2 separate regions of the Rattus norvegicus genome follow, and region 2 is linked to region 1. A link is a contact called in public Hi-C data. All regions are on one chromosome and are shown on one strand. Each heading gives the region's core, a stretch centred on a gene start, on an enhancer-like site or on the middle of the called end of the contact. The rest is flanking DNA. Distances are from core to core; before and after follow the strand shown. Region 1 holds the start of Bdnf (brain-derived neurotrophic factor). Region 2 holds the start of Lin7c (lin-7 homolog C, crumbs cell polarity complex component).

What was found. A called contact is a pair of places that touch in the nucleus more often than the background predicts.
Region 2: a Hi-C map of the A7r5 cell line shows a contact between it and region 1, with 5 times the contacts expected there. The contact joins the promoter of Lin7c here to the promoter of Bdnf in region 1. A contact is called at or near these places in 5 of 12 Hi-C or Micro-C datasets (the A7r5 cell line, the Rat2 cell line, Schwann cells and 2 more).

What each region holds. Positions count from the first base shown.
Region 1 is chr3:116,636,704-116,641,170 of GRCr8, reverse strand. It overlaps Bdnf (brain-derived neurotrophic factor), which reads right to left and starts at 2,219. Exons shown (of 2, transcript NM_001270630.1): 1 at 1,872-2,219. The coding sequence starts at 2,189.
Region 2 is chr3:116,859,425-116,863,891 of GRCr8, reverse strand. It overlaps Lin7c (lin-7 homolog C, crumbs cell polarity complex component), which reads right to left and starts at 2,508. Exons shown (of 5, transcript NM_021851.2): 1 at 2,447-2,508. The coding sequence starts at 2,483.

The DNA.
Region 1 (4,467 bases), core at 970-3,469:
GTTATTCCATCCTCTGTGCACCCGATTAAGCCTATTATGTGTAACAGCTTGAACCGCTCTTGTTCTAGCCTCAGATACCTCCGACCTGAAAATAGTGTCGCAATCTTAGAGGGGCCCGGATGCTTAGAAGAATCAAACCCGTAAATAAAATAAATAAATAAATAATGCAGCAAAAGAAAACAAAACAAAATCAATTATAGGCTCAAAATGGGTTTTGACCTTATAACTAATGTATAAAAGAATCGATTTTTGAAGAAGAATTAAAAGAGGGGTATATTTTCAGTAAGTTGATCCAGTTGTTGGGAAGGGGGACTCATTTAGCCATTTATATACAATTAGATTACAATGACTGTTCTTAATCACACACCGTTTAAAAAAAAAAAGAAGGCTTAATAAACTTCTAGAAGGCTTAATAAACAGGCAGAAATATGCTTCTAGCCAAGAGCATCCTGAACTCTTGTGAGAGAGGAAAAAAGTTCATTGGTTGTTGTTGACGCTGAAGAGCGCGGATATTTCAGGATGCCAGGAAGACCCTCAAGTAAGTTCCAGAAAAGCCCAGCACCTCGTCAATGTTATTTCTCAAAGCACTCCGGCAACTCAAGGAAAGAAACGTAACAAGTTAAAATTCCGAACCCAACCGCACATCTCAGGAAGCTGGTTCGGAACACCATTCAACAAGTTTTTCCTCACAACCCCCTTAAAGACCAGCAAAACTGCCCCTAAAACATTTCCCCACCCCCATCCGACGAGCCCCAGTAGCTACTCTTGCCAGTGTGGCCAGAAGAGGGCACCCTCTACCTTCCTAGCTCAGCTCTCCTGGCCCTCTTCTCCCTCTTCTTTGGATCCTCCCTCTCTTCCTCCGGCTCCCCCAACCCCCAAGTCCCCATACTCCGTTTCCTAGTCCAGGCTCCACCCCCAACTCACGAATTGTTTTCACTAAAACACCAGTTCAAACCCACAGCCTGTGGCTCAACCCCCAGAAGCCCCGGGGGAACCCCCCGGGCAGCATTTTCCCCTTCTTCCTTGTCATCAAGCACAAAGCTGGCATCCTCAGCTATTTCTTTTTACGCTTAGGTCGCTCATCCATTCCCCATCCTGTTCCAGCATCTCCAGAAACCAAAACCAGACTCTTCATCCTCCACAGACACCCAATCTACTCCCGGATGAAAGTCAAAACTTTCACTTCCTCTGGAGGATGCCTAAAGAGGTGCGCTGGATGGACAGAGAGGGTCGGATACAAGCTGTGGGACCTGGAGTTCCGCAGACCCTTTCAGGTCCCAGTGACAAGAATGATCCCAAGTTCCTAGTTATGTTGACCTTGGACTTGTAAGAAGCTTTGGTAATACTCCCTAGAAAGCAGGTGACAGTGAACAGCCTGTTGTGATACCCAGGAAAAGAGATGAGGGCAGAGGGCGCCAAGACCCATTCTCGGACTACACTACACACCACCCCGGTCCAAATCTGCGTGGAGAGTGCCTAGCCTGTGGTAAGGGATCTCATCCCAGCCCAGACTCGGTGCCTTCCGTCTGAGCCCCCGACAGCTGTTGCCCTACATCTCTCTCACCACCCTTCCTCGTCTGCGGGAGGACTTCGGGGATCCCCGGGACGCAGGCTTTGCTCCCATGGCGCAAGTCGTCCTCTTCCCTTGGCTTTTTCTCTCGCACTGAAGGGATTCCCGGGGTCGCGCTGTCTCTCGGGGTCGTGGGCTCCCGGGAGAACGCTCCTCAGGAGCAACCCCGCCCTCCGCTGTCCCGGGACGAAGGTGAAGCCGAAGTTATGCGGTCCCACAACTTCTCAGTCCCCTAGCCAACTTTCCCGGGCGCACGCGCCTCCAGCTCTCGCGCTTAGCCCCACGCCCCGCAGTCGCCTACCTCAGGGTCCACACAAAGCTCTCGGATCCCCGGCAGTGGAGTCACATTGTTGTCACGCTCCTGGTCCCTGCGCCCTGCCCTGGGCCCCGTGCGCTTTCTCGTCTGCCCCAAAGCAGCGGTGGCGAGCTGAGGGAACCCGGTCTCATCAAAGCCTGCCAGGCGGAGGTGGCGCGCCGCCCCAGGCGGTTTCCTTCTCCAAGCCGGGGAGTCCCGGGCGCAATGGGGACCGTGCGACAGCCAGCCAGCGGGTGCGCCCCGGCGCGGCGGCAGCGGCGGGCACCCAGAGCTCAGCCAGCGCCAGGCACTGGGGTCAGACATTATTTAGCTCTTCGGTTGAGCTTCGATTGGTCAGACAGCGCCGCCCCTATCCCCTCCCTGCTCAGCCGCGCCACCGATACCCATTCGGGGCGGCTGCTTAAAGGGGACGACGCGCCTTTTCCTTGCCGGGATTCAGCCCTCGGAAGCCCTTGGGGTATCCCTAATTCCCCTGCACCGGCTTCTGTCCATTTCCCCGGAACCAGCTGCTTAACCCCAAAGCTCTATGCCTGCCCTCTGCTGTCTCCGCAGGGTGCCCTGGGCTAGGAGGGGTGGTCCAATTCCGGTTCCTAGGAACCCTACTCCCCTCAATGTGCCCCAGAGTAGGAGGGAACAAGTGTGACTACCACGCTCCCAAATCTTTCTCCCCTGGTTTGCAACTCTCCCCATCTTTCCCATCCCAACACCCAAGTTCTGTGGGAGAGGGCGTGCATCCCCCCGCCCCTGCCCCAGACACACCTTCCCGCACCTTCCCGCACCACAGAGCTAGAAAAAGCGAACACACAATGAAACTACACAGAGTGTGCGGGGTTATGGTTTACTCCGCTACCTTAAACACATCAGCTTAACCAGAGTTCGCGCCCTGACCTCTCCGGAGTTTGCCTAATAGAATTCAATCAAGATAATAACAGTATTTTTTATTAATGAATAACCCCGGATAGCATTACATCAAGTTACCGCTTCTAGCCGGGAAGCCTAGGCAGTAACAGACCTCACTAAAGCCATATGCTTCCCAGCAGACCAAGGGGGGCGGGGGGGTGAGGAAAGAGAAAGAAAAGAAACCCACCTTTTTCAGTCACTACTTGTCAAAGTAAACATCAAGGCAGCTGCTCTGGGGAAGACCGGTCCCCAAGGTTCTAGACTCTTACTATATATTTCCCCTTCTCTTCAGTTAAAAGGGGGAGGGGGGCGAGTCTTTGGTGGCCGATATGTACTCCTGTTCTTCAGCAAAGAAGTTAAATTATTGATAGTGGAAATTGCATGGCGGAGGTAATACTCGCACGCCTTCAGTGAGAAGCTCCATTTGATCTAGGCAGAGACTGGGAGATTTCATGCTAGCTCGCCGGGGGTGGGTGGGGGGAGCGGCAGCGCGAGCAGTCCTCTCCTCGGTGAATGGGAAAGTGGGTGGGAGTCCACGAGAGGGCTCCACGCTGCCTTGACGTGAGCTGTCATATGATACCTCCTCTGCCTCGAAATAGACACTCTAGTGCACGAATTACCAGAATCAGAATTCCGCGCATTTAAAATGATACATCTTTTATTAGAAGAATTCCGTTCCAGGGCATTGCATGCTTTGTAGACGTTTCCACTTCCAGTCCTAGCGAACTCACGCACACAGAAGCCAAACCTTTCATCATCTAGGCAGCAACAACACATTTTTTTTTTAAATCTTTAACCAAAATTTAGGGTGAGGGGTGGGTGGGGTTGGGTGAGTAGCTCCCTGAGCCCCCTTCCTATGGGGCAGTGAGGGGTCTTTGGGCCGGTTTTCTTTTCTTTTTTCTTTCTTTCTTTCTTTCTTTTTTTTTTTTTTTTACTTGTGGCTAAGAGATCAGTTACATGACTGGTTTCTGGAGGACTATTTTCATTTAGCTGTATGGTAAACTCTGCCAAGCTGTCTACCTGGATTCTTGCTTTGGTAAACGTTGCCCCTCTAATCCAGCCAGTAAGTAAAGGCTAGGGCAGGCCTTCACTTATTTATTTTAGGGAAAAGAAAAAAAAAAGAACAAGAGGGCAGTATTGAGCATAGTGTCACAGCCTCTTGTTAACATAATCACCTGTCTGAAGAGTGAAAGGGAGGTTCCTTCTTCTAAGGCTAGCCTTTAGTATGGCTGAGGCAGTGCCCAGGGATTAGCATTTTAATAAGCAATCCCTTTACAGACAATTTCAAGTCACCATGGAAGACTGACATGTGTGATTCATAGAGGAGGCAAAAATGAGTCTTGGGGACGCACCTCAACTTCTGTGGGTCTGTGTATGTGAATGTGCATGTTTGCAGAATCTAAACGACTTAATCATTATTAAGGCATTGCTGTCTGACTATCTCTAAATGCTTAAACATTAAATTTGCCGGAGGAAAGGAAGTGTGAACATTCCCTTTCCCAGACAGTTGGTGGTTACCAAGAATGGTAGTGTTGTATACTGAGATTCATTTATCTAAGGGCTGATCTTAATAAAGTGGACTTACTAACATTTGCTATTTGACAGCTTCTAAAAACTGACAGAAATCATTTCTGTTTTATAAGTGAAGAACTGGAGATTCAATACCTCATAATAATTCAAC
Region 2 (4,467 bases), core at 1,259-3,758, 220 kb before region 1:
TTACACACACACACACACACACACACACACACAAACACACACTCTTACTTTAGCATATTAGATAACTGTCACTGGGAATGTAAAAAATGTGTTTAATGAACAAAGAACTTTAGAAAACTCAGATTCATGTTGTAACACTATTAATCACAACTTCTGTTCTGATTTTTTTCCTTAAGGCTTTTCTGAACCCCAGCCTCAGTAGATTACTATTGCTAATTAACAGACGTTTCAGTAAATTTCAATTGTGTCCATTTACCTCCAAAGGTTAAGATACTTTTGGGTTCTATAGAGAGTCTATACACTATCCTATATATTCTAATCCTTGCATACTTTTGACTTAAGTGGAGGAAGTTTTTGATTTCACCAGATATTTACTTCAAGGAAAAGGACTTTACATTTGCTTATGAAAACGTCCAAATAAACTTAGTAGAGAAGCTTTTAAAAAGTTGATTCAGTTTTAGATAATAAGTCTAAACTGCTATTAATCAAACAGACTACCTTTGCTCTGATTTCCCAGCACCAGAATGGCTAATAAATGTTGTTTCACGAGTGGTTGATTGACAAAGTTACAATACACTATCCATATTAAAATCCTACCTACAGGGCTGGGGAAATGGCTCAGCACTAGAGTGCTCCCCTAGTATGAACTCAATACAACATGGTGGAAAGAAGAAAAGGGAAGAGGAGAATATGAGAGGGTAGAGAGAAGGGAGAGCAACTAATCAATGAGTTAAAAACTCTATTCCAAATACATGCTTATTAAGTTCGTGTACCAGTGAACTATGCTTTGATCATTTAGAAGCAAAACAGGAACTTGGTCATATGTACTGGTATTTTACTGTGGAATTGTACTGTAGAACTCTTGAGAATATGTTAGGTCTGTTAGAATTCTCAATCAGGGGGTTGGGGATTTAGCTCAGCGGTAGAGCACTTTCCTAGCAAGCGCAAGGCCCTGGGTTCGGTCCCCAGCTCCGGAAAAAAAAAACAAACAAACAAAAAAAAAGAATTCTCAATCAGAATCAGACTTAACACCAACTGACTTGCTTATCCTGCTAACTGGCAAAAACCAACTAGTATTTCATTCCTACCAAATTTTGAACTATCTACTGTCTAACTGAAAACTTCCTAACAGCAAAAAGCAAATGTCAGAGGGTAAAGATCCACAGTTTCTGCTTTTTAAAAAAAAATACAGAAGATCGCCATCTTGTTATAAACTTCCAACTCTTCTGATTAATACAAGCAGATTTGCTCCTATTCACAAAGCACACTGACACTGCAGCACTCAAGAAGAAAATGTCACAGCTGTAGGCCTACCTTAGTCTTTCCCAAGCTACCCTGTCAGAAACAAGCTCATTTATTTAAAAAGAAAGAAAGAAAGAAATGACTTCCATAATCACTATAATAAAAAGCAAAACTAGTCAGCATTGTGGGTGAGGCATGAAGGAGGGTTCTATTACATACACAAACTTTAAAATTACTTCCTTCTTGGACAATATTAATATTGAGACTATAATTGTGAATACTAATATATGCAAAGCAGTGTCAAACTTCACTTTTTCCAAGATTTTGTTTGCCAACAGTACTCAAAACGTTTAACTGGTACTTCCTGATTGCTATGACTACCAATTGTAAAAAGCTTGTTTCGGTTGTCTGAAATTTAGCTTGGGCAGAACAGAGTACAATATCGGAAACCCACAATTTGGACCCTAGTATTTTCACAGGCTTCTCTTGAATAGGTTTTATTTTTCTTGACTGTTTGCTCTAAGAAGCAATCAACCAACCAGATTTCCAATTGGACGTTTGTTAAGCAAGGAATGGCATCGTACTTAAAAGTGATTTAAAATCAAGCCACTACTCCTCCTAGTTATGTAATCTCCTACCCAAGATCAAGTCAGTTGGATTTTTTTTTTCTTCTTTAAAGCACCCTCTCCGTGGCTGGAGGGATGCGAAAGCTAAGAAACAGCAACTCAAAGCCCGGAGGTTGTGGTCAAATGATGGAGTCTGAGTTTTAAATGGGGGCGAGGGAGTTTCTGCGGGAATGTGCCTGTGTCCACCAAGTGTAAGAACGAGGCCAAGAGGCCACACTAATCTGTTCGTGTACAGGGGCAATGACAGCAGACAGTCCCGAACAGCGAGTGTGGCCTTTGCTCTTAGGGTTTATGAAGCTGAAAGCCCTTCTGTAGTACACACCCAGGGAGTGCTTGTGCCTACAGCCGTGGGTAGGTCGCTGAATCGAGCAGTGCCCACGGTAAGCGAGAACAGCCGGGTCTGGCATCTTTCAAACGCCAAGCGCCCTCCACCAGCAGCTCCCAGAGCCGAGGCCGAGGGAGGGGGGTTCCGGGTATCAGCGCCCCGGCCACTTTGCCTTCGCTCCGGCCGGTAGGCAAAGCGGTTCGTAGTCTCGACCCGCCCCACCCATCGCGGCCGCGAGACCCGCCGCACTCACCCCTCTCCAGCCGGACAGGTTCTCCCAGCGCCGCCATCTTCTCTTCCGCGGTCCAGACCCACAGGAAATGACGACAGAGGGGCCGCGGTGGACCCGGCCGAGAAACCGGAAGAGCGAGTTTGGTACTAACGCGAGAGCTAGAAGGATGCGGTTAACTACGCAGAGCGTTAACGGGGAATGCTGTGCGGCCGAGGGGTGGTCTCCCTTCGTCCATCTGTGCTCGTCCACTTCCAACAACCCGAGGTTGCAAAGAACCGATGTCCCCACTGTTCCCTGCGTCGGGGAAGTCATGTCGTTAGTTCCAGGCCTTGCTTGACCGACGGCAGCCTCTGACCTTGGATTTGCACACTGATCGTTTAGGCTGGTTGCCCCGTGTCCGAGGCTCTTATAAATTCTTAATATCCTAGCTTGATTTAATTTTAAAAATCTGCAATTCGAATTTTCCCCAAAATTCTGTTTGAGCAGAAAGGTGGAAAATACAAAGTAATTGGGAGAGAAGATTCTTTGATATACCACAAAGTATCGCTTTTAATTAGCCAATTCAAAATCTGTTTGTAAATGAAGTACAAGGCATGGATTTTGTTTTATGGGTACATTTTTGTAATTTGGAAGAACTTATATATATATATATATATGGGTGTTTTGCCCTAATGTACATCTCTGCACCATTTACATGCCTGGTGACCGTAGAGGCCACAAGAGGGCATCGATTCCCCTGGAACTGGAGTTACAGATGGTTGTGACTTACCCTGTGGGTGTTGGGAATCTAACCCTGGTTTCCCTGGAAGAGAAGCTAGTACTCCTCTAACAGCAATATCATTTCCAGATCCTCATAGCTTCACAACAAGATTGTTTTAGTAACTGTGGATGATCCACTCTTTCCATTGAACTGCAGTTTTCTACAAGTTATTAGGTAGAGCTAATTGAATTCTACCACTGGGCAGCAGTCCTCAAGCTTCCTCATGCCCCATACAAATGACATAGACTTTCTTTCCCGACAGGAACTATTCTTATGACTGGGGTTACACATTACTTTTCCAGAGAATCAAGCCTGCAGACTTGTACAAGCTACACAAATCTTATACTACTGAGTTATATACCTCCGAGTCCCTGCTCTTTCGGAGTATTCTTTTTCCATGTCTTTGATGATGAGCACAATTATCACAAAACCCCAGAATTCCAGGCTTAAGTAGAAGATCATAAAGGTTTCCAGAGAATAAAGGATCTTCTAAGGACTAGGAATCTAAGCAGGATGCACTTTCTTTTCGTTAACAGATCTGGAAGGACTCTGCAAGCTATAAAACTGTTACAGAAAATTAATTCTCAAACTAGAATTCTTTCCTTGTTTTCTAGAGCTTCCATTGCAAAGTATAACAAGTGGAATGTCTTAAAACAGATAATTTATCTCACATTTCTGAAAGCTAGAAGTCAGGAATGAAAGTACTATGTTTATTCCCATCTATAGGAACCTTTTCTTGTTCCTTCCTGGCTCTCTAGCAGTTTCCTGGAAGTTTCTGGTGAACTCAGTCTTTGTTTTCATAGTCACATGGCATTCTCGCTATTTTCGTCTGAGCATTTTCTCAGAAGACAAGTCCTATTGGATTAGGGGCCTACTGTAATCCAATATGACCTCAGCCTAAGTTACATAAGCAGTGTGTTACTACCACTGCATTTTGATTCTCAGGTACATGTTTTTTGTTTGTTTGTTTTTTGTTGTTTTTTGTTTGTTTTTAAGGGAAGGAATCAACTTATTAAGCTGATGAAATTATCAGAAGTGAAGTCATGCTAAAAGTGTTTTAGGGTCATGCGTACAGCTCAGTGGTTGAACATTTGTCTAGCATGTCTGACACCCTGGGTTAATCTCTAGCACCCCAATTTCAAACTAAACATAAATTCTTTAAAAATTACTTTCTATACATACTTTCTCTAAAGCCTCATCAGAATCAGGAAGTTAAATTGCTGATGTAGCTCAGTGGCAGAGCAGTTTTCTTTAATCCAGCCCTTAGATCTGATTCTAGAAT